2 separate regions of the Columba livia genome follow, and region 1 is linked to region 2. Evidence: chromatin contacts called from public Hi-C data. All regions are on one chromosome and are shown on one strand. Each heading gives the region's core, a stretch centred on a gene start, on an enhancer-like site or on the middle of the called end of the contact. The rest is flanking DNA. Distances are from core to core; before and after follow the strand shown.

The links. Hi-C and Micro-C count contacts between places; a contact is called where the count stands out from the background.
Region 1: a contact with region 2 is called in a Hi-C map of liver, with 2.8 times the contacts expected there. The contact joins two enhancer-like sites. A contact is called at or near these places in 2 of 2 Hi-C or Micro-C datasets (crop and liver).

What each region holds. Positions count from the first base shown.
Region 1 is chr2:124,130,565-124,136,583 of bColLiv1.pat.W.v2, forward strand. The region is part of intron 2 of LOC135578641 (a long non-coding RNA gene); the gene reads left to right. Among named protein-coding and RNA genes, the nearest start is that of CLVS1, 77 kb to the right of the region's middle. Within about 2 kb of position 1,952, at least 1 of the 3 cell types and tissues checked has an H3K27ac peak away from gene starts, as active enhancers do.
Region 2 is chr2:124,012,043-124,018,068 of bColLiv1.pat.W.v2, forward strand. It overlaps CHD7 (chromodomain helicase DNA binding protein 7), which reads left to right. Exons shown (of 39, transcript XM_065053626.1): 25 at 2,023-2,112; 26 at 2,775-2,878; 27 at 4,252-4,381; 28 at 4,662-4,734; 29 at 4,953-5,007; 30 at 5,699-5,927. Among named protein-coding and RNA genes, the nearest start is that of CHD7, 120 kb to the left of the region's middle. Within about 2 kb of position 1,734, at least 1 of the 3 cell types and tissues checked has an H3K27ac peak away from gene starts, as active enhancers do.

The sequences.
Region 1 (6,019 bases), core at 702-3,201, 120 kb after region 2:
GGTGCCATGAAGCAGGACATGGTCCCACATGTGGTGCTTCGTACCTGCCTCACACAGTCCATGTTTATCCCCTTCTTCCCGGGAATGACAGCCCCCCGTTCTCAGTGTTGGGCACACTGTACAGTGCCAAACTGTCTCATCAACTGGGCACTGGTATGCTCCTCCCTCGGTGGCCTTCACGCGGTAGTTAGGGTGCTAAGGGTGACCTTGGGGCCTGTCCTGTGGACCTATTGTCCCTCTGCCTTCAGTCTGCATTGATGGTGGTTGCCCTGGCTGCCCTGTTCCCTGGGTAGGCAGAGTAACACTGGTGTCACCGCATCCTCCTGGCCTCCAGCTCTCTGGAAGAAATCTGGCCAAGGGACTCTGGAGTCCTGGGACCCCTCTGTGAGAAGGTACCAGGTCCATGCACATGATCTGTAGGACCACAAGCAGGTCAGAATGGCTATGCACCAATGTTAATCAGCATCTGCCTTCAAAGTCCTTATTGGGAGTTATGGACACCAATGTCTGTTGAGACTGCCATGAAGTCTATCCATAGCTTTGCTCAATGGGTGAAATACGCCTGCACTTCATCCCAGGGGTAAACTGAGGTTAAACAGTGAGGGTAATAAACTGAGGGTAATGAGCAGTAAAATAATGGTGAAATGTCCTGATGCTATTGCAACAGAGACGAAGGTGGGGAGAGCAGGACTGGCTGATGTTCCCAGAGGGTGAACTCACTTTGCCCAATTCCATGACTATTGAATGCTTCTGCAGCCATGCCATGCTGGAGTCAGATGAAGAGAGAGAGGAAAAAAAAACCCAGACAAATAAAAACTGAATACAGCATCCCTTTCATTCTGCCTCCACTCTGTATATTCATAATTCTGTCTGCTGGGGACTATTTTACTCGTACATGGTGGTGCCTGCTTCAGTGGGTACAGCTGCTTCTCCCTAGGAGATAATGGAGGGAAGTTTGCTGTGGGAACCATTCTGAGTCAAGTCCACCAATTTCACTCTGAAAGAAAAAAAAATGTTTGTCAAAAATTGACCCCCATTTTATAGATCCTTAACAAGTTTGCTGAGATTCACCTTCTTTAATGTTTATACTTTTCACCCTTCACAGGGCTCCTCAGTCCCCTGCAGCTGGCAGCTGGTTGCTGCCTGTTCCACAGCTGATGGGAAAAGATTGACCCAGTGAGAGAAGATGTTACAGATCTCCTGAAGCAGCTGGCCCAGCTTTGCTGCTTGCTAGCAAAGCCCAGAGGCGAAAGGACCATATATTCCCCCCACCTGGGGACACAAACTGTTCCAGGAGCCTCACATGAGGCATGGGGAGGGGGGCGAGGTACAGGCTGCATTGCATTTGGGAGGTTGCATATATGCTTCAGCAGAGGAGAAGACACCATACAGAGGGAAACTGCATCTCCTGCATGCCCTCAATGCCCTTCCTTTCTCCAGACAGCCCATGGGACTTCCCAATGACAAACCATGAACCAGTCTAACACAGGTCCAGTGATGAGGAACAGGGAAGAAGCAGGAGAGTTTTTTGGTCCACTTAGATTAGACAGTTGGTCATCATTAACATTTCTATAGGAAGAAGCAGTTTGAAGAAGTCCTTGTCCTTCCCAAGTGCATTCCCTCTCTCCTCCTTTCCCTCCTGCAGTTTGCTGTCCCCTCCCCCAGTTGTGTTAAGGCAGCTATTTCTGGTGTCGCTGTTTAAAACAGATCAGTGGGGTTTTTTTCTGGTTTTGCTAATACTGGCCATTTCACTAATTTAGTTTAAAGCATATCAGCACACTTAAGAGTGATAAATGAAAGGGAGGAGAGAGAATAACAAATAGCTGTGGGTGAGAAAAGGCAGGGTCCTCCTTTGGCAGCTTTGCCATTAGATAATTGTGAAGTGGAATGGCACCTTCAGATGTCCACTGAGAAATGGATCTGCATTAGGGTCCTGATTCCAAAAAGCATGCCAGAGCATGCTTCACTGCTGCTCTGTTGCTAAATTCTCAGTAAACTGGCAAGCAAGCACATGTCCGAGGCACCCACTGACTGGTGATATGCTGCCAAGCTGGGGCTCAGAGAAAGGAGAAAAGTAAATATTAGTAGCTTTGTACTGATGAAACCTACAGAAAATAGACAATGCAATACTTTCAACAGAACCAAAATATGCACTCCGTGCATCCATTCTGCAAGTGTTGGAGTGGTGCAGTGTTTTGCTGAATTTCCCCTGGTTTTTGCTATAACATTTGTCTGTAGTATATGAGGCTCATACGTATATTTAGGCTTTTTGCTTCTGTATAGGTGCCAGACTTTCAGTGTTGCAAGAGTTCCATGGGCCTGTTTCTGATTTATTCCAGTGGGTAGTCTTATTTTCTCGAATAGGTTTTCTCTTGATTTCTGCTGGTCAAGTGGAACTGAACCTGTCTGGGTACATCGGAGTGGTATACTAGGACCGGCTGCAGAGACTACACAATGCTGATGTACTTTTCCTGATCATCCTGATTGCGTAATGATCACCTGATTAAACTTATGATTTAAATGCTGCATGTCTTGATAGACAAGATCACAGTTATATAGCCTGAAGTGCCACCTAGAGTCTTACTTCATATATCTTTCATAACATTGATCTTAGGACCGTATTTGAAGGTCAGGAGCTGGATAGTGGGGGCAAGGTTAGCAAGCGATCTTCAGTGGTCTAAGAAATGACAAGTGAAAATTAAGTAATGGGAATGAGCAGACTGTCTTCATTGGAAAATGTCTGTTTTCTGTTCTGTCTCCCTATTTCTGCCTCACACACAGATGGTACCAGGCAATGGTGCCAACTGGGAATGCCCATGGGGCATAGCTGCCATGGGGTTTCCTTTGGGTGCTTAGGTCAGCAGATGGGAGCCAAAGTTGTCCTAGCCAGAGATGGCTGCAAACAGGACCTCAGGGCCAGACAGTATCCCCAGGCTCCCTCAGTACACCCACCGAACCTAGGGGAAAGCCAGCCAGCTAAGGAAGCTTCAGGGACATTCCAATACTTCTCTGGGGGACACCACACGCTGCTCAAGCTGTTCCACCCCTGGCAGCCCATCCCTGCCAGGTCCCACTGGGTGCAAACAGGAGGTCTGTTGCCTCCCCTTCCCCCTGCAAAGCCATACTCAGTCCCTGTCCCTACTTGGGGACACACACAACCAGCTGAAATGGGGTTTCTTATCCTGACTCATTTCTCTCTCAATGTACACAGTTTCCCTCTTTCATGCTCCTGGACAGGCTTTTCCTTTCTCCTGGGTCTCCTGGACTCATACATGAAATTGGAAAGACCTTTCTGACACCCACATATTCTACCACTGAAAGTGAGCCACTGTGGCTCTTGGAAAGGAAACTCCCCCCTATTTTTAGGGTTTTCTGGTATATGTCTGCATAGGAATGCCGAAAACCACAGGAGGAATGAAGGTGTTCAGAGCTGTGTGCAAAAAAACAAACCTGTACCCATAGATCCTAATATTAATATTTCCCGTATATTATATCTCATAGCATTCTGAATCTGATTTCGCCTGTAGCTATATCAAGAATAAATGCTTTTCCTTTGCCTAACAGAATCAATCGGCCCACAGTGGGTCTTTATTCCCATTCAAATTAAGGCCTATTCCATACTGAAAATGCAGTAACGTAGCTAAATTGATTTCTAACTTGATTTTCGTTAAATGGGTGTAGTTCCCTGCGGGGATACACTTAAATCAGTCAAAGAGTGGGTAAATTATGCATCTTTGTGTATTTCTCCATGATTTATCTCAATTAGATGTAAAGGCATTTCGCATTATCTGAAACACCGACCACAGGTAAAAACCCACACGCAGAAACCTGTGTCTGCTAATTCCTGGGGATGCTTAGCAACTCTCCTAAAGTGCCGAACGCTCTGAAATCTTGCTGTCGAGCGCCGGAGGTGTTTGCTGCCTCACAAGTGTTCAGCACTTCTGGAGATCAGGCACTGCATTGTCGTTGTGTGTGTCTTGTCCCTCCCCATATTTCATGGTGGATAATTGCATCCCCCCCCAGCCAGGCACAGCCTTGGCTTTGAAGCACCCTCGTTGCTCTGAGAACCGGGGCTAAGTGCAGCCCTCAGGAAGCCCAGGATCCCGGCGGACTCCGAGGGAGGCTTTTTTCTTATTAGGCTGTGCCACCCTCATGGGAGAGCTTGGCTTCCCCGTGAGAGAAAAAAACCCTTAGCAAAGGAAAACCGAAGTGATTTCTAACATAAGGCACAGCCAGTGCTGGGAGATGTCTCCCGGCTCAGCCCTGCCTGGGCTGGGCTTAGCCGCACCTCTGAGAGGCTGGGGCATAGTGCTTGGCTTTGCAGAGTTTCTTGGTCCTAAGTGGAAACCCGTTGTCTGTTCCCATTCTCACTGTCTGCTGCTGGAAAGAACGTGAAAGCGGGAGATGCCTTCAAACCAGGGATGCTGCTGGGCTCTGGCCTCAGTGGATGCGCTCCTCATGCCAGGAGGGTGTTACACACTGTGTTATATGGGAAAGGAGCCCTTCACACTCAGCACTCCTCCAAGCTGCAGTGCTTAAAAAAATATAAAATCAATGCTGTATTATTTTAATTGTTTTTTAAAATGGATGGATTGTAAAGCCACACAGGCCAAATTGCATGTAACCCCTTGAAAAGAAGCAGAAAGGGGGGAGTGACATGCCCCATCACTCAGGAATATGGATTTTGAAATTTCTGTGTCTAATTTATGGGAGAATATATGCCAATATCTAAGTTTGTGAGACTTCTGACCTTTCGCCATTGATGTAGGCTCTGAGCAGGTCTGACTTACAGTGGGGTAATGGAAGTATAAGCAATGGCTTCCAGGGTAGAGGCCAGAAATGTGGAGGCTGTGGTCATTCTTCCAGGAATAACATGCAGGCTTGATTGACCAGAAGCGTCTCTGAGAAAGCGAGAGACCCAAAGAGGTCAATTCCTTCTCTTCAGTGGCTCTGGTTATTTTCTTTAAATTAAAAAGAAAAATGGGACACTCCAGTCCTTTGTGTAATTTTATAGCCTAAGGAATATTTCCTTGGCTTACACTGCTCTGTGTGTGCTATAAAGCAGGACGGGATATTTAGCCTCTGAATTTTCACTCAGGTGCTTTTTTCTCCTGTTCACATTAATTTACTGTGTGATATCAACTCCTATATGGTCTGTGTGGCCTTTTTTTTTTTTAATTGAAGACTTTATATTAATAAACTGTGGAATCATAATGTCAATGTTTGTTAACACCATAGGCACGTGCAATATTATACAGACGTATTTTCTGCCTTCCTTCCACTTTCCTTCTTTCTCTCCCTCCTTTCTCCCACAGCCAGTTAGCATTTTTTTGTATGTATTTTTCCGTGCTTGCTTTAAACCTTTGAGCATAGGGAGGTTCCCAATCAGCTTGACACAACATCAGAGTAGCTACTCCTATTTAAAGATCCTGCAGGACAAAATGCTCAGTAGCAACACCAGAAGGGTCTGCTGAGCTCTGGGTGAAGAAAGCACCATTGCATTTCCTCATATGACATATGCAGTCTCCTCTCCTCAGATTCATGAGACTGTAGTTTTAGTGGCGAAGAGGACCTCAGCAGCCCTGCCTCTCTCAATCTCCCTGCTCTTGCTCCCAGCTCTATGCCACAGCTCATTCATGCCAGTACTTGCCTGGGTTAAAAATGTCCTTTCTTGTGGGGAACACCATGCAGTGGGGTGGGCAGGAGTGTTGTGGGACAAACTCCTTGAGTTGGTCTTTTCACCAAAAGCTTTGTATCATGAAACTGCACCCTAAGGAGAATTTCACAGCTTAGAAATATTGATACTTAGGTATCTATGCCTGTAACTACATCTGTATCTGTGATGTAGGCATTCTTATACCTACCTATTCTTATACTACTTCTTATACTGTGTCAAATTAAGCTTTTTCCTACTTTTAAGCCTAAGGAAATGAAACACAAATCTACATTTACAAGACACAGGATCATCACACTTTTCGTTCCTCTGAAACCGCATGTGTCAGGCTATGCTGTTTTTGGC
Region 2 (6,026 bases), core at 484-2,983:
GTCTTACTGTTTATTGGAAATAAATTATTGATCTGAAAAGTACCTGTGGCCTGTCAATAGGTGGTGTGATGTGAAGGAGGAAAGGCATTTAAGGGGTTTATTAGCTCGTTTCCAGATGTTAACCAAGATTAATTCTCAGCTGATGAAGAGAGATACTTATGGAATTACGTGAGCAAGTGCACATCCAAATAAACTGCTTCCTCATTTTTTCTAAACTGTTAGTTCAATTTCTTATTACATTTCACTTGCTCCTAAAGTAATTAAATTCTTTCCTGTAACATTATTTTCATCTCCCAGGTAACATGTCTTCATTACTTGTTACATCAGTTTGCAGATCAGACTTAAATTCATTTTTAAAATATTGTTTCTGTAATAGTACAGTAGAACAATTAGAAGGATCGGGAAGACAAACGTGCAAGAATGTTTTCAATTGCTATCTTCTTCGTTCATTTCCCAGATCCCCCAGGACTAAGTGAATTGTAAAAGCAACATGTTTAGTAAAATCAGGTAAAATCAGAGGTGGAAGCCAATTAATAGTCTCAGTAATTTCCTTGAAAAGGTAACAGTAGCAGTTGGTTTTATAAGAGCTGTCGTCCTGTCCTTATGTAATATGTATGCTGTTTTAATTCATAGGACTCCTGAAAGGTGCAAAGAGCCTCTAATTTTTGGTTGATGATGTGTTGTTTTTTTTCCTGCTCCTCTTCTGTGGCTTGATGTAACAGCTGTTATTGGTTAATATGAAGATGACAGAGACCCTCAACAGCTTATTTACGTAGCCACACAGGGAGAAGGGACACCTTACTGGTCCCAGTTATCATGCATACAAAAAGAAGCATGTCTGACATGTTTTGAATTGTAGACATGACCTTCATTCAAATCCCTGCTCTTCTGAGGTTTGCTCAAATAACACACGTAAAACCGGGTCTTGCTCTGGTTACATCAGATCTCTAGTGAGGAGCTCTCAAAAACCGGTGGTGGTCTAAATTTTTCATGTGAGCGGGTGATCAGATTACTGCCGCCCTGGTCACCCTTGCTGTTCAGGAGCAGCAGCAATTCAACAGTTGCTGTGATGGATTTGGGGACAGTGAGAGGGCAGACTGAGTAATCTTCATTTTAGCTGGTACTGGTTTTTACTTCGTGAACTAGGCAGCAGGGGGTGCCCTGAATTGGGTAAACATAGGAGAGCAGAATTATTTTCAGGTAGATACTTCTTCTGCAGAGATGACCTCTTTTCTAGTCTCCTTGAAAAGCCAGACTCTGCCGTTCTCCCTCCTGCCAGCTTCAGCACTTGCCAGCGCTTCCAAAAATGACTGTGGTATTGCAGAGATGGGGAAAAATAAACATGGGCAATGAAGATTTTGCACTTCCTTGTAGCAGTAAGGTTGTGCACAAGTAAAATTAAACAGCAGTTTGAACTTTAAAGAGTAAAAATAGTTAATATCTCCCAAGGGAAGTGGGGGATTATTTTTCACCCCCCATTCTCAGAAGCAAAAAGTTGTATAATCTGAAAAACCTGACATTCCATATTGAGGGTTTATTGTTAGGTAGTAAAACCAGATTTTATATCTCGTTTATTCCTACAACTTCTGATGTGCTTCCAAAAATGGTATTAAGGCAGCAGCTGAGGAAATTTTATGAGATAATGAAGCAGAACAGTTACTGAAAGCCATCTGCTCAGTTGTTTACAAACTTGCTTCAATACTTCAGAGGCAGTGGTAGAGTACGTGTCTAAACTTCACAAGCTGCGCTAGGTAGAACTAAATGAAATGCGTCGGGGCCGGGCTGAGCTGGGTCCCTCTCTGCGCAGTGTAAGCGGTTGCCAGGCAGGCCTGTTGGAAGCCAGCAGAAAGCACCACACAGAGGTGATTATGTGCCACCATCTGTCACGCTTCAAGCCTACCATACAGCATGGCTAATCAGCCTTGGCAGGATGATGGATGAACAGCAGCAGCTGCCAAAAGCCACTGTTGGCAAACAGTCCTGAAGTTAAGAACTTTTTCCCCCCTCTGCCTTCCTCTCCAGGGTCCTGCTGCGTGTCCGCATGCTCTACTATCTACGACAAGAAGTTATAGGGGACCAAGCAGACAAGATCTTAGAGGGTGCTGACTCAAGGTTAGTGCAAGTGCAGGTTTATTTTTTTGCTTTATGACACTGGCTTGTATAAAGTACACCCACTATTATAATGCAGAATTTAAAGGTTGTTACACTTTACCTCTTAAATGTCCATTCTCAAGCAGCCTCATTATTTTGTCGAGAGCTGTGGGTAATTTTGTTTGGGGAGGGAACGGTGTGGAAAACAACAGAAGCAGATTTTTCAGTTCCGCTAATATTGAAGGGTTATTCTGTCTCAATTTAAAAATTAAAATATGCTAGGCCTTAAATGAATCGTATTTGGATAACTGTTGTCGTTCCACTCCCCAAATAGCCTAGTGTTGTGGTTGTATTTTTGTTTTGGTTCTTTGTTTGTGTGTGTTTGTTTTGTGGGTTTTTTTGTGTGTGTGGGACAAGTTTGGTTTTGTTGTGGTCTGGTTTTTTTGTTGGTTTTGGTGTGTGGTTTGGTTTTGGGGTGTGTTTTTTGGTTTTGTTTTGTTTTGTTTTTAACTATTGTAATTTTTTTCCAGACATTTGAATTTCTGTGTTGGATTTTTGTTTGTTTCCCCCTTTTCCCTGCCTCTCCCCGTTTATGTTTATGAAATAGCGTGCACTGTGGTTTGGCTTTTTTTTTAAGCCTTTGTAGAATAATACCTTTAATGTAAATAATGCTGTATTTACAGTGAAATAGATGTATGGATACCTGAGCCATTCCATGCTGAAGTTCCTGCAGACTGGTGGGATAAGGAGGCAGATAAATCCCTTCTAATTGGAGTATTCAAACACGGTAAGTGATGTCTCACTCTGAACAAAACTCAGTTGTAAAGCTTTCTGTGTGTGGGACTGTTCAGTCATAATATTAACAAGTATTGTTCCAAAGAACTGTTGGCTTGTATCTCCCGTTTTTTTCTTGCCTGCATTAAAAACCTAATATGAGCTGTAAATATCAGATGCTGTTTTTAAATGTTTGCAGAACATTTGAGAAAAAAACATTACTTTCTTGGCTGTAAATAAAACAGAACCATATTTGTTTAAATAATAGCCAAATAGTAAGATAGATCTCCATAAACTTTGCTTCCAGCACTGCTTCACTTGCTAACTCTGCCAACCAGTGTCAAAGTGGACGGTGGGCTTAACCTCTGCTATTAATCTGTACAAGTGCCTCCTGGGCTTTGTTCCAAGCAATATTTCACAAATGTCAGTGTTGAGAACTCCCGGTTCCCTTGAGTGGGATGCAGCCTTGTTAACTTTGAAAGGCTGGGGATGCAGAGCTGGCATGATATATACAGTGAGCGATTCCTGATTATAATCCCAATTCTCTAGAGGTCGCAGAGGTATTCTCAACAGCCCAGCCTGACTAAAGGGGAGAATGATGGCTTATAAAACCTTTCATGATTACAGTTTGGCTTGAGGCTCTACAGCAGTTAGGAGCAGTGTGTTGTAGTACAAATCCTAATTGAATTGTGCTGTTCTGCCTATGTACAGCAGCTCTGTTTGTGGGCTCAGCTGAGGCAAGTCTAGTCTAAAAATCATTTTCCTGCAGTGCACTGTTGGGATCTGCCATTTTCCATCTAGTCAACTTGGGCAGTAAAAAAGCAAACAGCAGTTTGAAAACCATAGAGGGAACAGTGTCATCTTACTGACATGCATCATCCTAAACCTAATAAGACAGGTTCGTTGGCCTTACGTATAACCCATGTATGCAGCATTTTTGCAGCCTACATCGAGGGTTCCAGCAGGGCTGGAGCTATACATAATGCGTATCTGTGTGTGTGCGTTTCCATTCACATCTGTGTTTTTCCAGTAGAGAGTGTTGAATGTGGAGAACCACTGTGAAAGCCATATAGAAAACTTAAGTTTTTCACTTGTGCGAGGTTTTTACTTTACCTTATAAAGACATTACATTGAACGCTTTCTTTCAGTATCTACTATTTGTTAATGTTATTGATGTGAAAATGTTTCTGTGCTGATGGAATTCACCAATATGAAAAATTTCATTACATGAATGAAATGATTGTTTTCAGCACGGTGACAGCTCCTTTGTTTTATTTCAAAATAAATTAAGCCAGAAAATTGTACTTCTGCTGCCTAAACGTATTATATTCACAGTTGTCTATAGCTTTTTATTTTGTTTTAAATTGTCTCCCACTCTGCATGCAGGTTATGAAAAGTACAATTCTATGAGAGCTGATCCAACGCTGTGCTTCCTGGAACGGGTTGGCATGCCTGATGCAAAGGCCATAGCTGCTGAACAGAGAGGGACAGACATGTTAGCAGATGGCGGTGATGGGTAAGGGGGACATGAGAAAATTAATAAACTTTATCAGCACTGTATATGTTGGCATGAGTTCATATGTCATATTTTGCTTACATCTTGCCTGAGGATCTGAAGTGATCGTATGATGTAAAAAGTACCTAGAACTGTTTACACAGTCGGGCATGAAATATAAATGTGTAAGTTGGTATACCATACTGATGGCTTTTGTAGCTTTTTGCTTTTGTGCATAAAATCAGCCCTTTCTCAAAAAAAGATACGATTCTTGAAAATATTTTTTTTAAATATTTTATAGTGGTGAATTTGACAGAGAGGATGAAGATCCGGAATATAAGCCAACCAGAACTCCTTTCAAGGACGAAATTGATGTAAGAACTTCAACTTTCTCTCATTATGAATATATATAATTAAGCTGATTCTCTGTGTTTATCTTAATATGCAGTTCTTAACTTTGAGAGCTATCAGATAAACACACCTTACAAAGATTGTTTGCTGCTCTGTTTGAGAGATGACATATATTTTTCTCCTGAAATGATAGCATATGGTCAACACTGAAAACTAAAATAACTTCTGTCTTCTCCCCAAGGAATTTGCAAACTCACCTCCAGAGGACAAAGAGGAATCCATAGAAATACACCCAAGTAAGACTATAGGAAAGAAATTGAAAAGGCAAAAATGTTTATATTACCCTGTGAGGGGATATGTTGTGTTTTGGGAAAATGTGGTAAACTTTTTACTGCCAGTTGTCTTCATGCTTCACATCTTTCAAAACAATTATTTATTGTGTTTGAATAATCCACATTATGGCTTTCTGGGTTTCTAATCACATAGCAGAAATTGTGATGATAAAGACCGGATGTTGCATAATGCAGCCATTGATGTTTTTGCTGAGATAATCTTGGAAGTTATAGATACGTTGTTTTCTCAGCATGCAGAAAAATTGCCAAGTTTAAGTGAGAATAAAGTGGGAAATCATAAGCATGTGTGTTTCCTCAGAGGCAGAACGATCTTCTTAGCAATATATTTAAAGATGCATTGCATTAATTTAAATACTTACAGCATTCATAACGTTTGCATTCATAACATGGAATAATAATGCTTGATTATTATCTCTAAACACTTTACAAGCATTTCTGAGTTCTTAGAGTAGGATGGTTTCATTCTATTTTTTATTTCCTAGCAATGTAGTTAGCCTGCTTCTAATTTGTTATGCACCAATATTAATGAGGCATATGTTCTTATCAGATAAAACATGAATCCAGTTCTAGCCGTAAAAACTTCAAAACTTTTAGTGGTGGTTTTGGAATGCACAAGTACTTCTCTATTCTCTAGACAAGCACAGTGAGAGCAACACCGAGTTAGGCCAACTCTACTGGCCCAACACTTCAACCCTGACTACCCGTCTGCGCCGCCTCATTACTGCCTATCAGCGCAGCTATAAAAGGCAACAAATGAGGCAAGAGGCACTAATGAAGACTGACCGCAGGAGACGTCGGCCTCGGGAAGAAGTGAGGGCACTAGAAGCAGAAAGGGAAGCTATAATAACTGAAAAACGACAAAAGTGAGTTTCTCAGTGATATCTTTCTTTAAATCTCATTTGAGCTTGTGTGTCACCAGTACTGCCCTTCTGTTTTAAAAGAATAAACGAAGGGGGCTTGGG